3 separate regions of the Mus musculus genome follow, and regions 2 and 3 are each linked to region 1. Evidence: chromatin contacts called from public ChIA-PET and HiChIP or PLAC-seq data. All regions are on one chromosome and are shown on one strand. The core of a region is the stretch at or near the end of the contact, and the rest is flanking DNA. Distances in the headings are between cores, read along the strand shown.

Region 1 (2,643 bases), core at 89-2,588:
GGTGGTGGTGGTGGTGGTGGTGGTGTGTGGGACCCCTACTAGGGGCCCTGGACCTTACCTGCATCCGAAGATTCTGAGGACTCAGATGACAGGGAGCACTCAGAGGTGCGCCTGGACAGGGATAGGTCTGCCAGCCTGTTCTGGAACGACAGGCTTCCTACTTGAGCTTTTGGAGGCTCACTAGGAAAGGAGAAGAGGCACAGAGGAGGAGAAAAAGAAATGGATGTTGGATTTGGAAGCTGATGGGTCCATGCTCCCATGTATTCCCTAACTATGACAGGCCCATTATCACGGAGAGGTGATCCTAGGACTAGCCTGTATCTCAGGTCAAAGATTTTCATTCCACTGAGGCCCAGGAGCGTCTTCTCTGGTTTGACTGGTTCAGGAAAGACCCTTCTAAGGGTCTGGAAGAGCGAGGAGGATGGGCAGGAGACAGTCCAGAAGCTCTGTAGACCATTCTCCTGCTTGTCACATCCTCACCTATCCAGCGTTTTCCTGGAGGCAACAGCTAAGCAAGACCTGGCTTTCTAGTGCAGCTGGACCACCCACCTGGGACCCCACAGGCACGGTTAAGGAGGTGGTCAGTCTTTTGTCAGTTTAAGCCTTAGGCAGATACTGGGTGCTTTCAAAGAGCAGGGCACAACCTTTTAAGACCCACTTCTATGCCAACCTCATGGTCCTCTGCCTAAGGATAGTGTGCAGGAGGCACAATGAAGGAGCAGTGAGGTAAATGATCCTTAGACGTTCATATCGAGGGTGTAAGTCGCATAGAGCACACTCGTCCCATGTCACTGAAACAAGGCTAAAGGGGTTGGAGTTCTGCACTTCTAAGCTCTGGTGCCTAGTCTCTCCTGATCCGGGCCTCCCATTCCACTACCACACCCAGCTCCCTTGGGGCATCCTACCTGCCGAGCCCAGCGAGGTTGTGCATGGTCTGTGTAAGAGTGGTAACCGGAGAGGAGGAAGCTGTAGGCTCCGGAGACCCCAGGAAGCCATCAGACTCAAACTCAAAGACCGAGAGGTGGCGCGGCCGCTGAATGCCACCCAGCACGCGGGCAGGACTGAGAGCTGAACCCGGCGCAGACTTCTGCAGGGGTACCTCCATCGTGGCGGGGCGGGCAAAGGCTAGCTAGAGGGCCACAGTACAGCGGCCAGCAGACGCCGACCCAGCTGGCTCAGCTCCGAGAGTGAGCCTGGGGTGAGGGGAAGGAGGGAGGGAAGGGAGGGAGGAAGAGCAATGGGCCTGGGAGTGAGGAGAGGGATGTGGGGAGGAAGGGAGGGGAGGACGCCGAGCTGGGCAGCTGCCACCTCCACCTCCTTATATATTCGAAAAATAACAGCGGCAGCGCCGCCAGACGCCACCAATGGGGGCGCCGGTTCCGGGAGGGCGGGACCAAGGGCGGGGCTGAGGCTGAGGCTGGACCAGCTACTTCTGCTCGCCTGGCTTCTTAGGGTGACTCGGGGAGTTGGGTTAACCCCCTGCCCCACACGTACCGCCCCGGCCCCGCCCGCTCCCATTGACGCGAGAATCCTGGGCCTCCAGGATATTGCCTCCTGGAACAGGGTTTGGAGGTGGGAGCAGCCCTCTACCCTCAGAGGGAGTAGTCATCCCCTAAGGTGGCCTCATAAGGAGCCCTCAACGTTTACCATCATGCACGTTCATCAGTAAGGGACGGTGCGACGCTCTGCTTGAGCCCAGGACGTTTGCCAAGTATGCTGTGAGCACTGCGTTCCCTGTCCAGTTCACAGACCCCAGCGTTGAAAAGCTCTTTAACTCGTTTAAGGTCACAGGTTCGGTTGAGTGGCAGAGACATAGAAGCTCCCTCAGGGACTCCGCTGATGGTGCAGCCTCCTGTCATCGCCCCTGGACCTCACAGAGCAGCTGCAGTCGTTTGCTGGCAGCCCTTTGCGAGGCACAGTGGAACTGCTGGGTTCTGGGGCACCAGAGTTTAGATGTGACCCCACTGAGCCTATTCTCCTGAGAATTAGACGCTTAGATTTAGGCAATGATTTCTGCAACACACAGTTGGGACATGCCACCAGAGAACCCAACTAGGGGGAAAAAAATCTCACACCCACTTGGCTAATTTGGGGTTAATAGCACCATATTTAGTGTTTCTTTGAAGGTGAAAGAGGCTGAATTTGCTATTAGTTTACAATGAGCGTTTTCTAATGACCTAATCACCTTGCAGCTGAGTCTGTTTTCCTGGAATGAGCTGGGAAGGACCTAGTGGGCAGTTGAGAACTTTTTCAAATTCTGCAGTGAAGGTGTGGCTTCTGGGACGGGTTGTGGGGTGCAGTACAGGATGTAGGAGCTGAGAGCAGCCTTCACTGTTTTAACCACCACCAGGTAGGGATGGCAAAAGGGTAATGAAGGGTAGGGATGGGGTCTAAGAGGTTCAGCTGTGTGTGAAGGAGGACGACACTAGCCACACCTGAGTGCAGTGACCAAAGTAGGAGCCATGACCGCTCTTTTCTTTCAACATTTTGCCCAGTTCCTGTGCTATGTTAGGAACTTATATACTGCTATTGGGGACCCATTTCTTATTCCTGTCAAAGGACAAGGTCCAGACCTACAGCCCTTAGTGCCAGCACAGGGAGAGAAATGTGACCCCACAAGGTCTTCCATTCCAAAGACCTGGA
Region 2 (2,643 bases), core at 83-2,582, 890 kb after region 1:
ACCAACACATGGAGAACAGTAGTGTTAAAACATCTGTTATTGTGTTTCTATAGTCTCTAGCTAGACCGTTCTAACTAGAGACTCTAACTTACTGGAATCGGCTCATCTGGAATACCCTTTCCTGTCCAGGAGAGATCATTCAACAGAAAGCTCAGCACTCTCTCTTTGAAGACAGATGTGCAAAAATACTGCACCCCTTCGTCCAGAAAACACTCTCTGTCTAGTACTGGGTGAGGCTGGGAAGCACCACAAGTGATACCTGATCAAGTCTGGGTGTGTGGATGGGAGTGATGTGCCAGCCCTGGTCTGCTTCGACACCCTTCAGATACTGGACAGAAGCTATTTAAAACTTGAAGAGCCAGTGCCTACCCTGTCCTGGATGTCCGCAGGGACACCTACTTAGCGTGAGGCACCGTGAGCATCTGATCAGACGTATAACCTCCAGTCCATGTTGTATAATGAGAGGGAGTGTTACAGAGACCAGGTTCCAGCTGCTGCCGTGACTGAGTTAACAAGCTTTCAAAGTCCCCATCCAAATTCTGGTGTCCATTCCTTACAGAAGTCTCCTGTCTAGTCCCCTATGCCTCCCCCTGAAAAGTAACCAGAGCCGATTCTGCTAATTCCCAAGAGCTTCCAGTCTCCTTCAGGTTCTAACCAAAACCACTCAGACGGAGGAGTCCAGCCTCATTCTCAGCCCCAATCAGTTCAGCAAGGCTAACTGCCCACTGGCTAAGCCTCTCTTCAGCCCCACCCACATCTCTGGTTCTGTACACCACAGAGTTTCTTGCCTTTCTTGTTGGGTAGCCACGGAACTGGACAAGTGGAACGGTAGAGACTGCACAGGAAGAAGGGGCTGTACATCTCTAGATGACTAGTAACTGTGGGCCATGGCTCCAGGTGTGCGGGAGGAGGCGACACCACCTCCAGAACCCTGGACCCTAGTGAGCAACCCGCCCCATATCCTCAGGAAGAAGTCAAACTCACACAGGGTGAACAGGAGACTTCGTCGGGACAGTCAAGAGTTAGGACTCCCTCCACCCCTCGCTCCAGTAGCTAGGCGTGCAGGACGAAGGCGACACTAAGCGGTCCAACCAGCGTGCTAGTTCGGGTGGAGCGCTTACCTCTGCGCCGCGGTGTTGGAGTCCAGGATGCCCGCGCTCTGCATCCAGGAGCGCACCGAGCCCAGGCTGGAGGGCAGCAGCGGCTCCTCTTTCAGATGGAGCCCACCGCGGGGCAGAGCGTCCTGTGCGGGGAACATAAGGACCCGCAGTTCGTGGGCGCCCCCAACTGCCAGGGATCCCGTCCCGCCGAGGCTGTGGGCGTCTCAGCTCAGCCCGACCCGACGGCACCAGGAGCCTCCAGGAGCGCAGCGCTGCACGGAGTCCCGGCGCCTCAGTGCCGCTCGCCTCGCGGGTGCTTTCTCAGAGAAAACGGGTCCCCGGGCGCCGGCGCTGTCCCCTCCCCTCCCGGGGCGCGGGGCGGGGAGATGGAGGGATTCCCCCGCGGCCTGAGAGCCAGTGAACAGACTGAGAGCGGAGCCCGCACCGGCTCCGCACGGAGGCGCCCCAGAGGCGCGCTCTGGCGGCTGCCCAGCGCGGCGGTCGTCGGAGGGGGGGGCGAGCGCCCCGCGAGGTGCCCGCCCTCCCCCCACCCGGGTCTCTCCCCCGCCCGCCCGCGGCGCCCGCGCGGGGCGCTGATTACCATCCGAGAGGGGGAGGCTGCGGCCGTGGAGGTCGGCGGCGGCGACGGTGGTGGCCGGGGCGGCAGCAACAGCAGCAGACGCGCGTCCCGTGGAAAAGCAGGGCCGGCGCCGGGCCAGCAGACGCAGCCGCCGCCAGGCCCCCGAGTGCCCCGGCGCCCCGGGCCTGCCGCTGCCCCGGGCGGCAGCACCTGCAGCAGGAGCAGCAGCAGACCGGCCGAGTCCCCCCGGGGCCCGGTCCCCGCGCCTCCCCGCCGCGGCCGCCGCCGCCCGCCGCTCCCCGGGGCCTGGCCGCGGGCCCTGGCCATCCCGCCGCCGCCGCCGCTCCCTGGGGAGCGGGAGCCGTAGGGAGGGAGCACGGGCAAGAGGAGGGCTGTCGCAAGCGGGTGGGCCCAGGGGACTCGGGGCCAGGGGAGGCGGGGGCGGGGCGCGAGGCCGGCCGAGGGGCGGCCAGGGACGTGACATCATCGGGGGAGGAGCGGCCGGGCTGGGGCCGCGGCGGCGGGGCGGACCCTGACGAGTCCGTAGCCGGGCTGGGGGCCACGGCCTCGGTGGAGGGGCGCCGGGAAGCTGGCCCAGGCCAGGGAAGATGGGGAAAGGATGGGCTGGGGGCTGCGCGGCGAGGAAGCCCGGCCTAAGCAGGGCAGCTCGTCCACACCACGCTGGGGAATCACCACGGCCTCCCCGTCGCCACCAGACGAAGCTCCAGCATCTTTGTGGTCCCATCTTCTTCTCCTAAGTATGCGCCGCCCTCTCCTCAGCCAACGCTTGATTCTAGGAGTCGCTGCACCCTTGGTGCCACTTGACCTCGGCTTAACCTCCGCGCCTTAGCGCTTAAGGGTCTCTCACCTTGTGGTGAAGATGCGGCCCCAGGCAAGCTGAGCTACCCGAGTCCTGCACCTCCCATTCTTGTTCCTGTCCCTGGATTACCTAAACTTAAGTTT
Region 3 (2,643 bases), core at 38-2,537, 760 kb after region 1:
TTTACCATTTTGTTGGGTAATGATTAGGTTTTGCTTGTTTCTGTTATTATTTCAAGACAGGGTCTTACTATGTGGCCCTGTCTGGCCTGAGCTATAGAGCAGGGTGGCCTGAATCTCAGAGTGCTGGGATTAAGAGGCGTGGGCCACCAAAGGCTGACCAACTATTAGGTAACAGGCACTAGCCTAAATATGCATGGGAAATAGAAGTATTCTTAGCCTTCAAGAGCTTAGCACGAGAAACTCATACCAACACTGCCCTCGTGTGCCACATATGATAAGACTCTACAACTGGACCTTTGTGAGGCATAAAAGGATTCTACTGTAGGAAAACCAAGCAGGTCCTGAAAGATGAGCAACATTCTTCAGGGTGATAAAGAGGAAAATAGCAATGCCCATAGAAGCGACTATAGAACTGTGCAAACACAAAGCCATGGAATTGCCTGGTGTGATGAGGTCCTGCAATTAATTCTGTGAAGCTGGTACACCCACGGATTGAGGATGATTGAGGTTAAGTTGGAAACCACTCAGAGAGTGACAAATGTAGGCTGACCAATTGATGAGCGCTCCACAAGCAGTTTGTACTTTATATCTTAAAAAGAAATAAAGCCAACGAGACGGTAACCATTGTAATCACGTTACTAGTTTTAGCCTTGAGAAAGACCCACAGCTAAGGGCACTCCAACCCCGGTGAGTTGCCACTGCCTCGGGTTCCTCATTAATAGTGCCCCAAGACTGAAAAGCGGTTCATCCCCTTTTCTCAGCTTTGGTCAGTACTGTCACCCCGCCCGCTGTGGCGATCCCGCCTTCCTGTGAGAGCCCCTGTGGTCCGACTTCAGCAGTTTCCGGAAGGAGACTGGCACTCGCTGTCGCCGCGGGGCGGCCTCCCTCTACGTGATCTAAGCATCCTTCCGGAGGCCAACAGACCTCGGTTTAGGGGTGGCTTCTCAGCTTGCCTCAGTTGGCGCAAAGGAAGGACCAGATTGCTGCCCCTAAAGTGCGTAAAGTGGCAGACGCTCAGGCGAGCCGCCATAGGGACGGACGCCAGCACGCGTAGTGGCCGGGGCGAGCATTGCTGGCTCTGCCGGGAGGCTCAAGCCAGCAGCAGACAAGCAAGGTAAGCTGGGCTGTGGGACGGAAGGTGGGGCGTCGGGCAGCTCACCTGTAAAAGGCAGAGTCCCCGAGTGGATTCCAGTTCGCAGTGTAACAGTCCATGTCTAGTACAGCTGGCGGCAAGAGTCGCCGAGGAAAAACCCGCCTAGCGCAAGCTCAGGCCGCACTTCCGCTTCCGCCCTTCGGGGTCACGTGACGAGGCCGCCTTAGCGGCCATCAGAACTGTGGGCAAGCTACGCTGAGCTATCGTCCTGCCCTCGGCGCGGCGGCCCGAGTGGACCTAGCCCTGGTTTCTGTCCTCCACAGCGGCCAACCTCGCTGCCTTTCTGACTCCTCCGGCGTTGGGGATCGCATAGGGCGGGACACGGGTGACCGAAAGTGGGAGCCATGAGCATCTGAGGCACAGATGCTGGAGGCGTTGGCTGGACCACCGTAGCGCACGCATGGCGAGCGCTGGGCGTCGAGCTGCGTACCTACAGCTAACCTGGGCACCCGGGCTCTGTGGGGCGGGATCTTTGCAGAACCCACCGCTCTCCAGGGGCATGGGATCATTGACTCTAGATCAGGACATCGCTGCCGAGACGCTGTCGCACGGCACCTGGGCCTGCCCTACTGGCCCGTGAATCCCTGGAGCCCCCGAGAGACTTGGTAACTGGCGCGAGCGGACGAATGCGCACGCGCGGGGCCGCCGTTGACACGTGGCAGGGCAAAGGCGTCTCTGCGCGCGCGAAGCGCTGTAGTCTAAGACTACGGCCCAAGTGACCCTTCTTCCCTCCGAGTGTGATAAAGGCTGCTGCCGTGTTGGGATTCGCCTTGCCGCTCCCACTTTCCTCCCCATTACACAGAGCAGCCAGGGAGGGGCCAGCGCGCATGGGTCATCTTGGAACAGACCGGACCTACCTAGAGTCCCTGCCCTCTGTCAGCTTATTGGCCTCTCCCTGCAGCTGGTGTCAGTGGCAGCATGGTCTTCTGTTTGGAAAACGAGATGCCACACCGCCTGCTGGGAAGCGCCATGGTCCACTTCCATGCCTCAGAAGTCCAGCAGCTGCTACACAACAAGTTCGTGGTCATTTTGGGGGACTCCAGTGAGTGACCACTCTAGGATGACATTTCACCGCCCTGTATCTTCAACCTTTTCTTTGTCTGCACGCCACATCTCCATTTCAGACTTCTCCATCTCTTACTCTGTTTCAGGACACTAGACTGCATTTTTTTCTTTTTTAAATTCCCTATGTACCTTCCCTGGGTGCCCCGGCATATCATTTGTGCACTATTTTTTAGCCCATGAGTGTGGCATCTTTATTTGTTGTTGCCCTTCATGATTTTCTTAAAAGGACCTGTGGGCTATGTTGTGTGTTTTCCTAGGGATGGGACCAACTTAATTTTGCCATTTGGTCTTTGGTCGCTGTACATAAGCTAGAGGAGAGGGAAATAGCTGGAAAGAGCAGAGCTAGGGCTTTAAAATCTCGTCTTTTCTTCTCTAAGCCAACCCTCCATAGAGCTGCTGTTGGAGAGTCAATCCCTGGAAAACAA

Evidence for each region. ChIA-PET counts read pairs in DNA pulled down with a chosen protein or histone mark. HiChIP or PLAC-seq counts read pairs in DNA pulled down with a chosen protein or histone mark.
Region 2: a contact with region 1 is called in an H3K27ac HiChIP or PLAC-seq map of embryonic stem cells, with 5 times the contacts expected there. The contact joins the promoter of Ebf4 here to the promoter of Cdc25b in region 1. A contact is called at or near these places in 3 of 39 promoter capture datasets (cranial neural crest, pre-B cells and second pharyngeal arch cranial neural crest) and 1 of 115 datasets of contacts at active chromatin or transcription factors (embryonic stem cells).
Region 3: an RNA polymerase II ChIA-PET map of memory CD8 T cells shows a contact between it and region 1, with 6 read pairs. The contact joins the promoter of Vps16 here to the promoter of Cdc25b in region 1. A contact is called at or near these places in 1 of 39 promoter capture datasets (pre-B cells) and 1 of 115 datasets of contacts at active chromatin or transcription factors (memory CD8 T cells).

The regions. Positions count from the first base shown.
Region 1 is chr2:131,185,643-131,188,285 of GRCm38.p6, reverse strand. Cdc25b (cell division cycle 25B) reads right to left here and starts at 1,338. Exons shown (of 16, transcript NM_023117.4): 1 at 906-1,338; 2 at 59-180. The coding sequence starts at 1,105.
Region 2 is chr2:130,294,628-130,297,270 of GRCm38.p6, reverse strand. Ebf4 (early B cell factor 4) reads right to left here and starts at 1,332. Exons shown (of 17, transcript NM_001110513.1): 1 at 1,122-1,332. The coding sequence starts at 1,258.
Region 3 is chr2:130,422,964-130,425,606 of GRCm38.p6, reverse strand. Vps16 (VSP16 CORVET/HOPS core subunit) reads right to left here and starts at 1,287. Exons shown (of 24, transcript NM_030559.3): 1 at 1,160-1,287. The coding sequence starts at 1,212. It overlaps Pced1a (PC-esterase domain containing 1A), which reads left to right and starts at 1,319. Exons shown (of 7, transcript NM_178762.4): 1 at 1,319-2,195. The coding sequence starts at 2,072.